Linked DNA regions of Mus musculus: all the other regions are linked to region 2. The links are chromatin contacts, called in public HiChIP or PLAC-seq and promoter capture Hi-C maps. All regions are on one chromosome and are shown on one strand. The core of a region is the stretch at or near the end of the contact, and the rest is flanking DNA. Distances in the headings are between cores, read along the strand shown. Region 1 overlaps Rhobtb3 (Rho-related BTB domain containing 3). Region 2 holds the start of Erap1 (endoplasmic reticulum aminopeptidase 1). Region 3 holds the start of Tert (telomerase reverse transcriptase). Region 4 holds the start of Clptm1l (CLPTM1-like).

Region 1 (2,700 bases), core at 134-2,633, 1.2 Mb before region 2:
GGCTTATCATAAAGATAAGGTGTGCTCTGCTTGCAACCCGTACAAGCAGTGCACTGACGAGAACAAGGCTGTTCTCTTAAGACATTAACAACTTCATTCTGGCTCTATAGCTACTACAACTGTGACACATTAGGCCACTTCCATTGTAAAAGAATGAAATTATTTTCTAACCACTCTTAGATCTCCATGAGGTGTAATTACAGCCTCCGGAGAAAGACAGTACATACATCATTTCTGTTATTTGTGTCAATAGCTATTGCTTATGGAATTGCCTATAAAATGTGCAAATCAGAGGTGCAGGACATCCTCTCAGGAGCTGTGGAAGACCTGGATGCTGTGGCAGGGGTCAGTACCTTACTTGGGTGGGAACTGAAAGAAATCTGAAAGGTCACATCTTTAGTACCTATGGTATGATTCTTCTTAGCAGAGGAAATGGTCCTCTGGATAACAGAATTATGAAATATGCTAATTCTGTAATTATGAACTATGGCATCAGAGAAGTCACCATTTAGACAACTTTTTTATGTAGCACTACCATTTAAAATCTCCAGAGGAAAGTCTGGGTCTACCTTCCTGGTTGCCAGGCAGTGGCTGCCCACAAAGGGCATCCTCCTCTCGGCGGCCTTCCACCTGGTGCACTGGCCATCTGCTTGGGATTTGGAAGTTCCTGCCGTGCCCTCATGGGTGGGACTGTTCGTTTTCAGCTTTAGAAGCACCCCAGTTATTACTGGAAACCTACTAATTGCTTCTCTTCACAGCACTCGTTTTCATTTCTAGTTTTCTCTTCTTAGGAACAGGGTGTGTGTTTCTTGGGCTGCCTCACACTTGTCTGTATAGCCAGGGCTGGTTTTGAATTCCTTACCTTCCTGCCTCTGTCTCCCAAATTTCTGGTGAGAATTTTTTGTGTGTAAAGTTGTTAAGAAATCAGGAAGCTAGGATGGAAAAGGATCTCCTGCCATGGCAAGCCTTCCAACCCGGCTAAGTAGCTCATCCCCCACTTTGATTTGCATACACTAGAGTTTTAAGAAGACATACAGCAACACACAGGAAAAGCTGATTCTTGCTGTTGGTGGATTTCTTTTGCTCACAGTTGGTTTAATTTAGCTAAGTGTTTGGTTATGTTGTACAGAGTGACTGTTTAGTGCCTGTTTTTACTGCCACCAGAAGTAACTTTTTTTCTGCTATCACTTTTTCTGGAGTTCAGACTCCCTCCCTCCCTTCCGTCCTTCTTTCTTTCCTTCCTTCCTTCCTTTGTTGTTTTTTGTTTGTTGGTTTGAGGCAGGGTCTTATTCTGTAGTCCTGGCTGTTTTGGAATTCACTGTGTAGACCAGGCTGGCCTAGATCCATCTGCCTCTTCCTGAAAGTGCTGGGATTAAAGGCGTGCACCACCACACCCAGTTTGGAGTTCTTTCTTTAAAAGGCTACCTCAATCTTTTTTGCCTCCTCAGGAAACCAAGACAACTGATTTCCCTGAGTAAGCAGCTTGTTTACTGTCATTTAGATCCTGTAATCAGGATCTTGCTAATCCACATGCTGGCGAAGTTAAAGAGCAGGTGGAGAAATCAGACTGACTAAGCAAAATGAAATCCAAGTGCAAACGGAAGGGAGGGATCCCCAAACCCTTACATGTTTAAAGTGCCAGGTGTGCAGAAGGCAGGACGAAGCTTAGGGCCTTAACAGTGGAATTCACGAGTGTTGACTTTGGTAGAAGTCGCTCCAGTCAATGGAGGCGACCTTTACAGGACATGGGAAGCTAGAGAAGTCGAATCTAGTCACAGATTTGACGACTCTAATGGAGCTAAGCTTGAGCTGAGGGCCTTAGCTGAAACCCTGGTTCCTATTAAAGTGGGTGCAGAGTGTACAGCCTAAGGGGAGGCTGGAGGAGCAAGCTGGAAGTTACAGTGTTGCTAACTGGAACACAGAAAGTAACACCAAGTTATGGTGCGCCAGACTCTGGAGCACAGGAAGTAACAAGAATGAGTAGATTAACTGGTGGCTGTGACTGGATGGGAACTAAAGTCTGGGAGACTTTATAGAGTGTGAATGGTAGAGTTATCCACAAAGAAAAGGTAAATTTGTTATCTAGAGTAAAAGCAGAAGTTTTATTAAAAAAGAAAAGGATAACAGTCAAATGCTACTTGGTGGACGAGTATATGTCAATATAAATTGTGTAATAGCATAAGTCCTGATGGCCTTTTACCGATATTCTATTAAGTGATTATGGAAGGCTATGGGAAGGACTTGGAATATAAGAGTCTGAGCTCCTCTAATTGTTGGTATTTTATCTTGTCAAGAAATAAAGTACATGCAATTAATTTTTTTCTCTTAAAACTTTAGTGGAAGAACGAAGTTTTGTTGAAAAGCACAGATGGCCATCAAACATGTACTTGAAGCAGCTGGCAGAATACAGGAAGTATATCCACTCCCGGAAATGTCGCTGTTTAGTCATGTGACCTGAGCGTTTGCATACATACACTTTTTTTTATTATGAAGAATGGGTACTTCTGGATTCCAGGAAAAATTCTTATAACTAAAATCAATATGTTTTAAAAGTCACCATATAGCTTCTTACTAGTTATCTTTTAAAGACTGTGGTGGTCTTAAAAGGGAACAAAAGCTACTACAGACTAAATTTATGTTTCACCTAGAATATAAAACTGTTAGACATTGGGTTCTCCTTTACGTTGCCCTATTGCTTTA
Region 2 (2,700 bases), core at 9-2,508:
ACTGAAAATGGCTCGTCACTTCTAACAAAGTATTTCAATGCAGAATTAAAACTATGTAAATATACTAGAATTTTCCTCTTGGGGCCACCTTAAAAAGCTGCTGATTCAAGGTACATTTCCAAATCTGATCAGGAAAGGGGTGGAGGGGGCTGGTGAGATGGCTCAGTGGGTAAGAGCACCAGACTGCTCTTCTGAAGGTCCGGAGTTCAAATCCCAGCAACCACATGGTGGCTCACAACCATCCGTAACAAGATCTGATGCCCTCTTCTGGTGTGTCTGAAGACAGCTACAGTGTACTTACATATAATAAATAAATCTAAAAAAAAAAAAAAAAAAAAAAAAAAAAAAACCTATGGCAGGAAAGGGGTGGAGGTGGGAGCTTTGACAACTGTGGCCAATTTTAAAAAGGTTTTAAATTATTGACCATATATGGAGCTGACAGGAATTCTGGCTTTCTAAAGAAAACACAGTTTGTCTTTCCAAACCCGGGTTACCCAAAGAACCATCAATAAAAGTTTAAACAAAGTGTGTTCTCTTGGTCCTTCCCTTCCTCTTAGGAAATTAACCATTCTAGCAACATAACAGAAAAGGCACTCATTTTGCTCAAACAAGTTCAAATAAAGCTTTCTCTATAATGGCCTCATGTAGCCTTGGGGGGCGGGATCCAGATAGTGATCAGGAGCGGGAGGGGGAGGGAGAGGGGAGCGGGAGAGGGAGGGGGAGAGGGACCGAGTTGGGAGTGGGGCCCGGTTTGCAGGGAGTACAGGCGGAAGAGAGGGAGCCTTCCGGACACTCTGTGCCCTCCCCAGCGCTTCTTCGCTTTCTCTGGGAATACTCTCAAGGTGTTCTCCACAGGCCGCTCCCTAGGTCCGCCCAGTCCTCCCTGGTCGCCATTAGGCTTTAGTGGGATGGACCGCTGGCCAGTCTCCAGCAGCTAGGCGGCTCGTGGTCAGCTCCTGCCAGTGACTCACTCGAGCCAGCGAGTACGCCGGCCCGGCAGCCTCGGCTTTCTCCGGGCCGGGCCGGCCAGCAGCGCCCTGCCGGGGCTTCACGCTCCTCGGCGTGCTCAGACTCCTGCTCCCGATCCTCCGCGCCCGTCCTGCGCACTTGAGCCCGGGCCTCCACCGGGGTCGGTTAGCCAGAGCCCACCCTCAGCTGCCCACAGCCCTGTACCGTGCGGGCCCAGTCCTCCACCGGGCCAGGCCGAGACTCCTCACCTTCATCACAGCCGCCAGTCTGGCCGCCCGGGACCGAAAGTGAAAGTGAAGGTGGACCGGCAGGGCACGTGGGGCTGAGGGTGAAGTGAACCTGCTAAGGCGCTAAAAGAGAGCAAGCCTAAGGGATCTAGCCAGGGCTTCGGGAACTCAAAGTTAGGGACCCTGATAGGGAATGCATTCTCCAGGACTGGCAGAGCACCAGGCAGGGAGGCGCACCCATCAAAACGTGGACTTTTTTCTCCTCCACATCTCGTGGTGTATTTGTTTTGTTTGCTAACTTCACTAACGGAAGAAATGCAGCAATGTGCAAAGGTAGTGCTCAAAATGGCATTGGCCTGCCAACTTGGAAGGACACCTATTGGATGCAGATGTTTTCATCTGAGAGCCCTGCCCCACCCCCAAAAGATTCAACCTGGGAAGTCAAATTCTGAGTGCTCTGGGGATTTTCTGTTCAGTGTAGGTACCTTATATGCTGGGGGGGGGGGGGGGGAGATTAGAGGTGGCCCCCAGAACTTCCCTACCCCTAATAAGGAAAAGACACTACACTACAGAGGATTGCTATTTATTTATTTATTTTTGGTTTTTCAACACAGGATTTCTCTGTGCAGCCCTAGCTGTCTTGAAACAGCCCTAGCTGTAGATCAGTCTGACCTCGTACTTGCCGATCCGCCTGGAGAGCCGGGATCAAAGGCGTGTGCTACCGCTGCCAGGCAAGGTTAGATGGCTTAGTGGTTAAGAACCCGCTGCTCTTTCAGAGTTCATTTGTTCAATTCCCAAGAAACTATAGGGTGGCTCACGACCATCTAGAAAGGAATCTGATGCCCTCTTCTGGCAGGTAGGTGAACATGCAGCACTCCTACATTTAAATAAATAAATTTAAAGCCAGTTTTACACAGAAGTAATCAAACACACATTCTAGTTCCTGTCCAAATATTATCCTGGCTGTTCCCCAGTTTGCTTAGGCCTAGTTCTCAGTGTCCTGCCCTTTGAGAACTTGGCATCCAAGCCTCTGAGCATTATTTCTCAACACTGTTTTCAATGCTTGTTTTTGCAAAAACTATGTACCACCAGGGACATTTTTTTTTCTTACAAAGGAAAACATTTAATTGGGGGCTGGGTTACAGTTTCAGAGGTTTAGTCCATTATCAGCATGGTGAGAAGTATGGAATGGTGCAGGCAGACTTGTGCTGGAGGAACCAAGCGTTATATTTGATCCGAATGTAGCCAGAAGAATACTCAGATTCTACACTGTTCAGAGCTTGAGCATTGGTTAGCTCAAAGCCCAACTCCACAGTGATGGACTTCCTCTAACAAGGCCACACCTCTTCATAGTGCCACTCCCTATGGGCCAAGCATAGAAACACATCAGTCTATGAGGGCTAAACTTATTCAAACTAGCACATTTATGCACAACATAAACTAGGCCTGATTAAGGTGGATAATATAATATCCTTTCTCCCACCCCAAGAGATAAAGCATCATA
Region 3 (2,742 bases), core at 53-2,552, 1.0 Mb after region 2:
CAGTCAAGTTAGGCTGGAGGTTGCTGAGTAGGAATGAGGGGTTTAGACGCTCTTGGCCATCTCCCCTGGAGTAAAGGAAATGTCTGGTCTCAATAAATGGCCTGAGCTGAAAGGCATTTTGGCGGGGTGGTGACAGCAGAGATGTGGAGCTGGGCTTGTGTTTACAGCACACCGACCCAGAGAGACTCAGGTCAGACACCTTTCCTTTAGAAGACAAATCTTTCTCTGCAGTAGGCACCTCGGGGGACCGAGCAGGACTTGGCACCCATGATTTGCCTGATGGGGTTGGTAGCACCTGCCTGTGGGGTCCCTCCTCCACTCTCGGGACAGGATAGCATCTGGCCTTCTTAGCTGAAGGCACACTTGTACTGGTGAGACTCAGATGCCTCTTTGTACCTCGAGATGGCAAGGCCAGGGGTTTCGGTGCTTCCTGGCGACTACTGCTCTTGATCTGTTGTAAGAACCTAAGGTTAGTGAAATTCCTGCCCACGGGTCGGGTGGGCCTGTAACTAGCGGACACAGAGGGCCAGATATCCGTGGTGGCACAAATTTGGTACAGGGGAGACCCACACACCTGGTAGGCACAGCTGGGGGGCACCAGAAGATAAAGAGCACAGTGTGCCAGCAGGTAGACCAGCAGGTCGTCGCCCACTCGGCTCAACAGTAGCATCCATGCACCACTGACACGCAGGGTCTCAATAACAGTGTTGGGCAAGTAGCTACGCACGCTACTAGTGAAGGCCATGGGAGGCCCGCCTCTGGCCTCGTTAAGCAGCTCAAAGCCAAAAGCCAGCACGTTTCTCTCGTTGCGCTCGCAGAGTCTCTGCACAACCCTGGCCACCAGCTCTTTCAGGGATGACACCTGGTAAGGAGAAGAGGGTCTTGACACATGAGCTAGACGCACTATCCCACGTCCTCCCGGCTTTCCGCCCCTGACCCATGGGGATCCCGCCTGGAGGCCCACCTGGTGGAAGGAAAGGTCGGCAGGTGGAGGCTGTGAGCCCCAGTGCATGCACACTAGGCATTGGGCAACCAAAGTGCGGTAGATCTTCGGGTCCCCGGGTTGCACAAGCCGCCTGCCCTCGGGCCCCAGGCGCCGCACAAAGGTTGCCAGCGGCCACACCTCCCGGTATCGGCTGCGCAGCAGAGAGCGCACCGCGGGGCAACGAGGAGCGCGGGTCATTGTGCTCAAGGCCGGGATGGGCCTCCCACGTGCGGGAACCAAGATGCAAGGGTGTGCTTAGAAAACAGCCAGGACCCAGGCCACTGAGAGTCCACGACGAAAAAGATGAGGCTGGGAACGGAGGAAGGGGCGGGATTCAGGCGGACCAAGCGTTGTAGCGGAAGGGGCGGGGTCGCAGCAATAGTACTTTTCCGTTGATGGTCACAATGCTGGTGCATGAGGACCAGGTGTGTTCCCCGGCCAAGTTCAGTGGTTGCTGGATGTGTTGGAGTAACGAAAGGGGGCGCACTCATGCAGGATTTCCCTCTACAGAATGCTTCTCGGGCTTCCTTTTCGCCCTGAGCTGGGAATCCCCAGGTGGTCTAGACTGGGGCGAGGTTTGGGCAAGCAAAGAAGCCTATCCTTGATGTATTGAAGGTTAGGTAGGCGGAGGGACCTAAGGTTTTGCCTGTTCCTGAGCTGACTGCTCCAGCCTGCTGTGGTTGACACAGACAGTGAGGTGGGTGGTGGCAATCTCAGTTCTTAATGATTACAGCTGAAATTCTACTATATAGGTTAAGGCTTTATTGTGGTGCGACCATACACTCAGATCCCAAATATGTTCCGTAAACACCCACCACCAAAGGAAGGGGACTAGGTAAAAGCCCTGCGTTAGCTTTTTTCACTGTTCCAGTGGCCTTCACCTCAGAGTCCAGAGCATCATCTCAACTCACGCACCCATAGCAAGGCCAGGGCCATTGGGTGAGGGCGCTTGCCTGTGCACACAGCCAAAGCGGCGACCTCGACCTTAGGATGGCAGCTCTGCTAGGTTGGCAACTGTGATAGTACTTGCACGTGTGAGGCGGGGGTAGGATAGGGGTGGGGGTTGTTGTTGGGGCATATGTAATGACACGACTCTGAGCCATAGTTAGAGAGGGGCTGCTGAATTTTGAATCTCTGGGAAATAGGGAATCTGTGATCTCTACTGTAGCTGAGTTTGGCAAACACTGAAATGCTAACAAATATAACCTTTGGTGCCTTCAGCTTTCTGAGGAAATTGCTTCTATCCACCGACCTAGCATTTGAACAGGCGCGTTTTCATATTTACTCCCTTATAGGAGGTCTGCCGCCTTGTAAATGCTCAGGATTACAGGAGCTATTTTAGAAGTCCGTTTAGTGGACATCAGTCTTTTTGAGGGGTTTGTTTGAGATTTGCTTAGTTCTGCTACTTAGGAGATATGGGCCTGAACTGAGAAATTTATGCCAACAATGAAGCTACCTTAGTGTAGTTCCCCAAAGAAACCAGCATAGAAAACAGTCTCAAAAATAAGAATATCGCGGGGCATGGTGGTGCACACTTGTAAGCTACCTTAGTGTAGTTCCCCAAAGAAACCAGCATAGAAAACAGTCTCAAAAATAAGAATATCGCGGGGCATGGTGGTGCACACTTGTAAGCTACTCTTGGGAAGTAGAGGCAGGATGAGAAGGCATTCAAAACCAGGCCAGCTACATGCTGAAATTTAGGTCCACTTGGGCAAAATGAGACCCTGCCTCAAAAAAACAAAGAAGAGGAGGGAGGG
Region 4 (2,873 bases), core at 2-2,501, 1.0 Mb after region 2:
CAATGTATCATTCCTTGGGAGACTACATGGGCTGTAGTAAACCACGCTGCCCTTAGATTGCAGTAAAAGCTACTTGCTAAGTGACAAACACCTGTTACTTTCAGCTTGACTGTTTACACAGACCCTAGACAGGAGTGCTTCTATAGGATGTCCTCACTCTACATACAATGCTATCCATGACATCCTGGAACCCATCTCTGGCAATCTGTCCCACATCCACACCTTTCAAATTTGGAATCCACATCAAAGTCTTCCACGTTCAAGATCAGGTCCACATTGTTCTCTGCACCAAGGCTGGACCGTGTGGTGGTGTAAACACTCAGCTGGAAAGAGTGAGCAAGAATGAATAGCCAAAAGGTCCTGATAGAAAACATGTAACTATTGTGAGAGGGTAGCAATCTGAGGGCTACCTCTCAGAGGGTGAGCTTGGGCAAGATGGCCTGTGTGACACTGCTGTGAACAAGGAACCTAACTGTAGAGCTGACCTGTCCGGAATTCCCACTAGAAGCAGGAAGTGACACAGGTGATAAGAGGGCAGAGCTAGCAGCCTGACTCCCATATGGCTGGAGATCTCCTGTTAACTTCCACTGGGGTCCCGTTAGGAAACACGTGTAGGGCAACTGGATCTCAGTTATAATCGGGGTAGGGCAGAGCACCAAGGGGTAACAAGAGAGCAGCAGAGAACAGAGAAGTCTCAACTCCAGCTCTCACTGCCACCTAACCAGAACATTGGACAGTGACATCAGTGATAAGGGGCAAAACTGGTAGCCCGAAACCCTCTGACCAGTGCCAGTAGGGGGTGGGTGGTAGCACCCGGCCGGGAGGCGCCTTCTTAGGGCTCCCGGACGCTCACCTGCAGTTTGGGCCGCAGGGCCAGATAGGGCTGGATGCAGTTGGAGTCACCCGAGCACGGACGGGTATAGACGATACCGTACATGACCCAGCAGGTATGCACCACGTACACCAGGAACACGCCCACCACCAAGCTGGTAAAAGAGCTGCGGCCGCTCCACATGGCGCCGCAACCTGCGGGCCGAGCGCCGCCGCCGCCCGCCGCTCACGGGAGAGCCGCTGCGCGCCACCGCCACCGCCGCGGGGAAACCAACGCGCCTCGCGCGGGCCGCCGGCCGCCCCGCATGCTCCCGATAACCCACACCCGGCGCTGGGGGATTGGCCGGATTTGCCGGCCACCGCTTCCGGGAACCGAGCAGCTGGCGGAAGTGGACGCGCACGGCCCTCTGGGAGCCAGACGCTCCGCCACGCACTCGCAACCTCACGACGACCGCACGACCGGCGCGCGCGCGTGACGTCAGCCTCTTGCGCCGTACTCCCGGCATGCCTGTGGGAGCCCAGGTCCGCCACCAACCTTGGCGGCACCCGGTTCTTGGAAATTTTTTCTTTGCGTTGCTCTTCTTAAGGCCCTGTGCAGCCTTACGGCGGCGCCCCAGGATGATGGCGGGGACGACCCTGATCCTGGCTCTTCAAAGTCTAGGGGAGCGTCCAAAAGTTAAGAAAACACGGAGGAGACTCAGGAAACTCAAATACCGATTTCTCGGGTGTGAGGTTACTGTGTTGATAACATGCAGTTCAAGATGGCCAGAAAAGGTCAAAAAGAGTTTTTACAGGTCACTTGCCCCTTTTGTCAGAAGAATAAGTTCCTTTGCGGTAATATAAATCTTAATCCTGGCTAACATGCAAAGGTAGGTTATATCTCAAGAAGATCTTTTTCCCGGACTTCCCATTACTCATTCAGATAAAACCATCTGGGTTCTTAAATTTATTTATTCACTTTACATCCCGATGTCAGCCCCTACTCTCCTCTTATCCTCTCCCCTGTCCCCTCTCCCCTTCTCATCTCAGAAGGGGGTAGGCCACTCAGATAAACCATCGGAGTCCATTAATTGTTCACTTTACGTCCTGATGCCAGCCCCTACTCTCTTCCCTACTCCCTCTCCCCTTCTCTGAGAAGGGGAGGCTCCACTGGGTACCAACCCACCCCTGGCACATCAAGTCACTGCAGGACTGGCCACATTCTCTCCCACTGAGGCCAGACAAGGCAGCCTAGTTAGGGGAACGGGATCCACAGGTAGGCAACACTGGGACAGACCCGGGTCCATTTGTTGGGGAACTTGAATGAAGACCAAGCTGCACATCTGCTATATATGTGTTGGGGTGGGGTGTAGGTCCAGTCCATGTATGCTCTTTGGTTGGTGGTTTAGTCTTTGGGAGACCCCCAAGGGCCCAGGTTAGTTGACTCTGTTGGTCTTGTGGACTCCTGTCCCCCCCAGATCTCAATTCTTGCTCCAACTTTTCTATAAGACTCCCCAAGCTCTGTCTAATGTTTAGCTGTGGGTCTCTGTATCTGTTTCAGTCAGCTGCTGGGTAGAGCCTCTTAAGAGGACAGTTATGCTAGGCTCCTCTCTGCAAGAATAACAGAGTATCAGGTTCTTCTGGCCTTCATTTTAATCTTCTTAAATATTTCTTGGTTTAGGGTATACACAGTTTCTAGAGTGAAGTGGCCAGTGCTGTGACAGCCCAGGACGATGGCCTGCAGAGATCAAGCAAAAAATGATATTTCCTGTTTTCAGAAGCTTGTTGGCTGTTGGTGCTTTTCATTAGTGACCAGCTCCTTACTCTATGGTGGCCTCAGAAACTTAAGTTTTGGAGCTCATTGTTCTCAAAACGGCATTCTCATGTTTCTCACACGTGTAATCAGAAGTGTGATTGGGCATTTTCTAAAAATGGTGCTTTTAAATAGAAGGTTTCAGAAATGGAGCACCTATTTCAGCATGAGGGTATCTTAGGGTTTCTATTGCTTCGATGAACACCATAACTGAAAGAAATTTGGAGAGGAAAGGGTTTATTATGCTTAT

Evidence for each region. Promoter capture Hi-C pulls out the DNA fragments that hold promoters and counts their contacts. HiChIP or PLAC-seq counts read pairs in DNA pulled down with a chosen protein or histone mark.
Region 1: a contact with region 2 is called in an H3K27ac HiChIP or PLAC-seq map of embryonic stem cells, with 6 read pairs. The contact joins the enhancer-like site here to the promoter of Erap1 in region 2. A contact is called at or near these places in 1 of 39 promoter capture datasets (the C10 cell line), 2 of 15 datasets of contacts at CTCF or cohesin (large pre-B cells and pro-B cells), 8 of 484 Hi-C or Micro-C datasets (the G1E-ER4 cell line, cerebral cortex, cortical neurons and 3 more), 7 of 115 datasets of contacts at active chromatin or transcription factors (the NIH/3T3 cell line, cardiomyocytes, embryonic stem cells and 3 more) and 3 of 9 other capture datasets (adipose tissue, embryonic stem cells and liver).
Region 3: a promoter capture Hi-C map of liver shows a contact between it and region 2, with 2.1 times the contacts expected there. The contact joins the promoter of Tert here to the promoter of Erap1 in region 2. A contact is called at or near these places in 2 of 39 promoter capture datasets (both in liver).
Region 4: a contact with region 2 is called in a promoter capture Hi-C map of liver, with 4 times the contacts expected there. The contact joins the promoter of Clptm1l here to the promoter of Erap1 in region 2. A contact is called at or near these places in 3 of 39 promoter capture datasets (liver and pre-B cells).

What each region holds. Positions count from the first base shown.
Region 1 is chr13:75,872,099-75,874,798 of GRCm38.p6, reverse strand. Rhobtb3 (Rho-related BTB domain containing 3) reads left to right here. Exons shown (of 12, transcript NM_028493.2): 12 at 2,338-2,700. The coding sequence ends at 2,453. Among named protein-coding and RNA genes, the nearest start is that of Gm24163, 32 kb to the left of the region's middle. Within about 2 kb of position 1,383, at least 28 of the 459 cell types and tissues checked have an H3K27ac peak or open chromatin away from gene starts, as enhancers often do. A contact at or near this core is called in embryonic stem cells, where this site is marked.
Region 2 is chr13:74,638,411-74,641,110 of GRCm38.p6, reverse strand. It overlaps Erap1 (endoplasmic reticulum aminopeptidase 1), which reads right to left and starts at 1,258. Exons shown (of 19, transcript NM_030711.5): 1 at 1,218-1,258.
Region 3 is chr13:73,625,471-73,628,212 of GRCm38.p6, reverse strand. It overlaps Tert (telomerase reverse transcriptase), which reads right to left and starts at 1,302. Exons shown (of 16, transcript NM_009354.2): 1 at 965-1,302; 2 at 1-862. The coding sequence starts at 1,183. RefSeq lists enhancers at 1,363-1,383, 1,524-1,543 and a promoter at 1,213-2,742.
Region 4 is chr13:73,602,380-73,605,252 of GRCm38.p6, reverse strand. It overlaps Clptm1l (CLPTM1-like), which reads right to left and starts at 1,251. Exons shown (of 17, transcript NM_146047.2): 1 at 854-1,251; 2 at 223-323. The coding sequence starts at 1,015.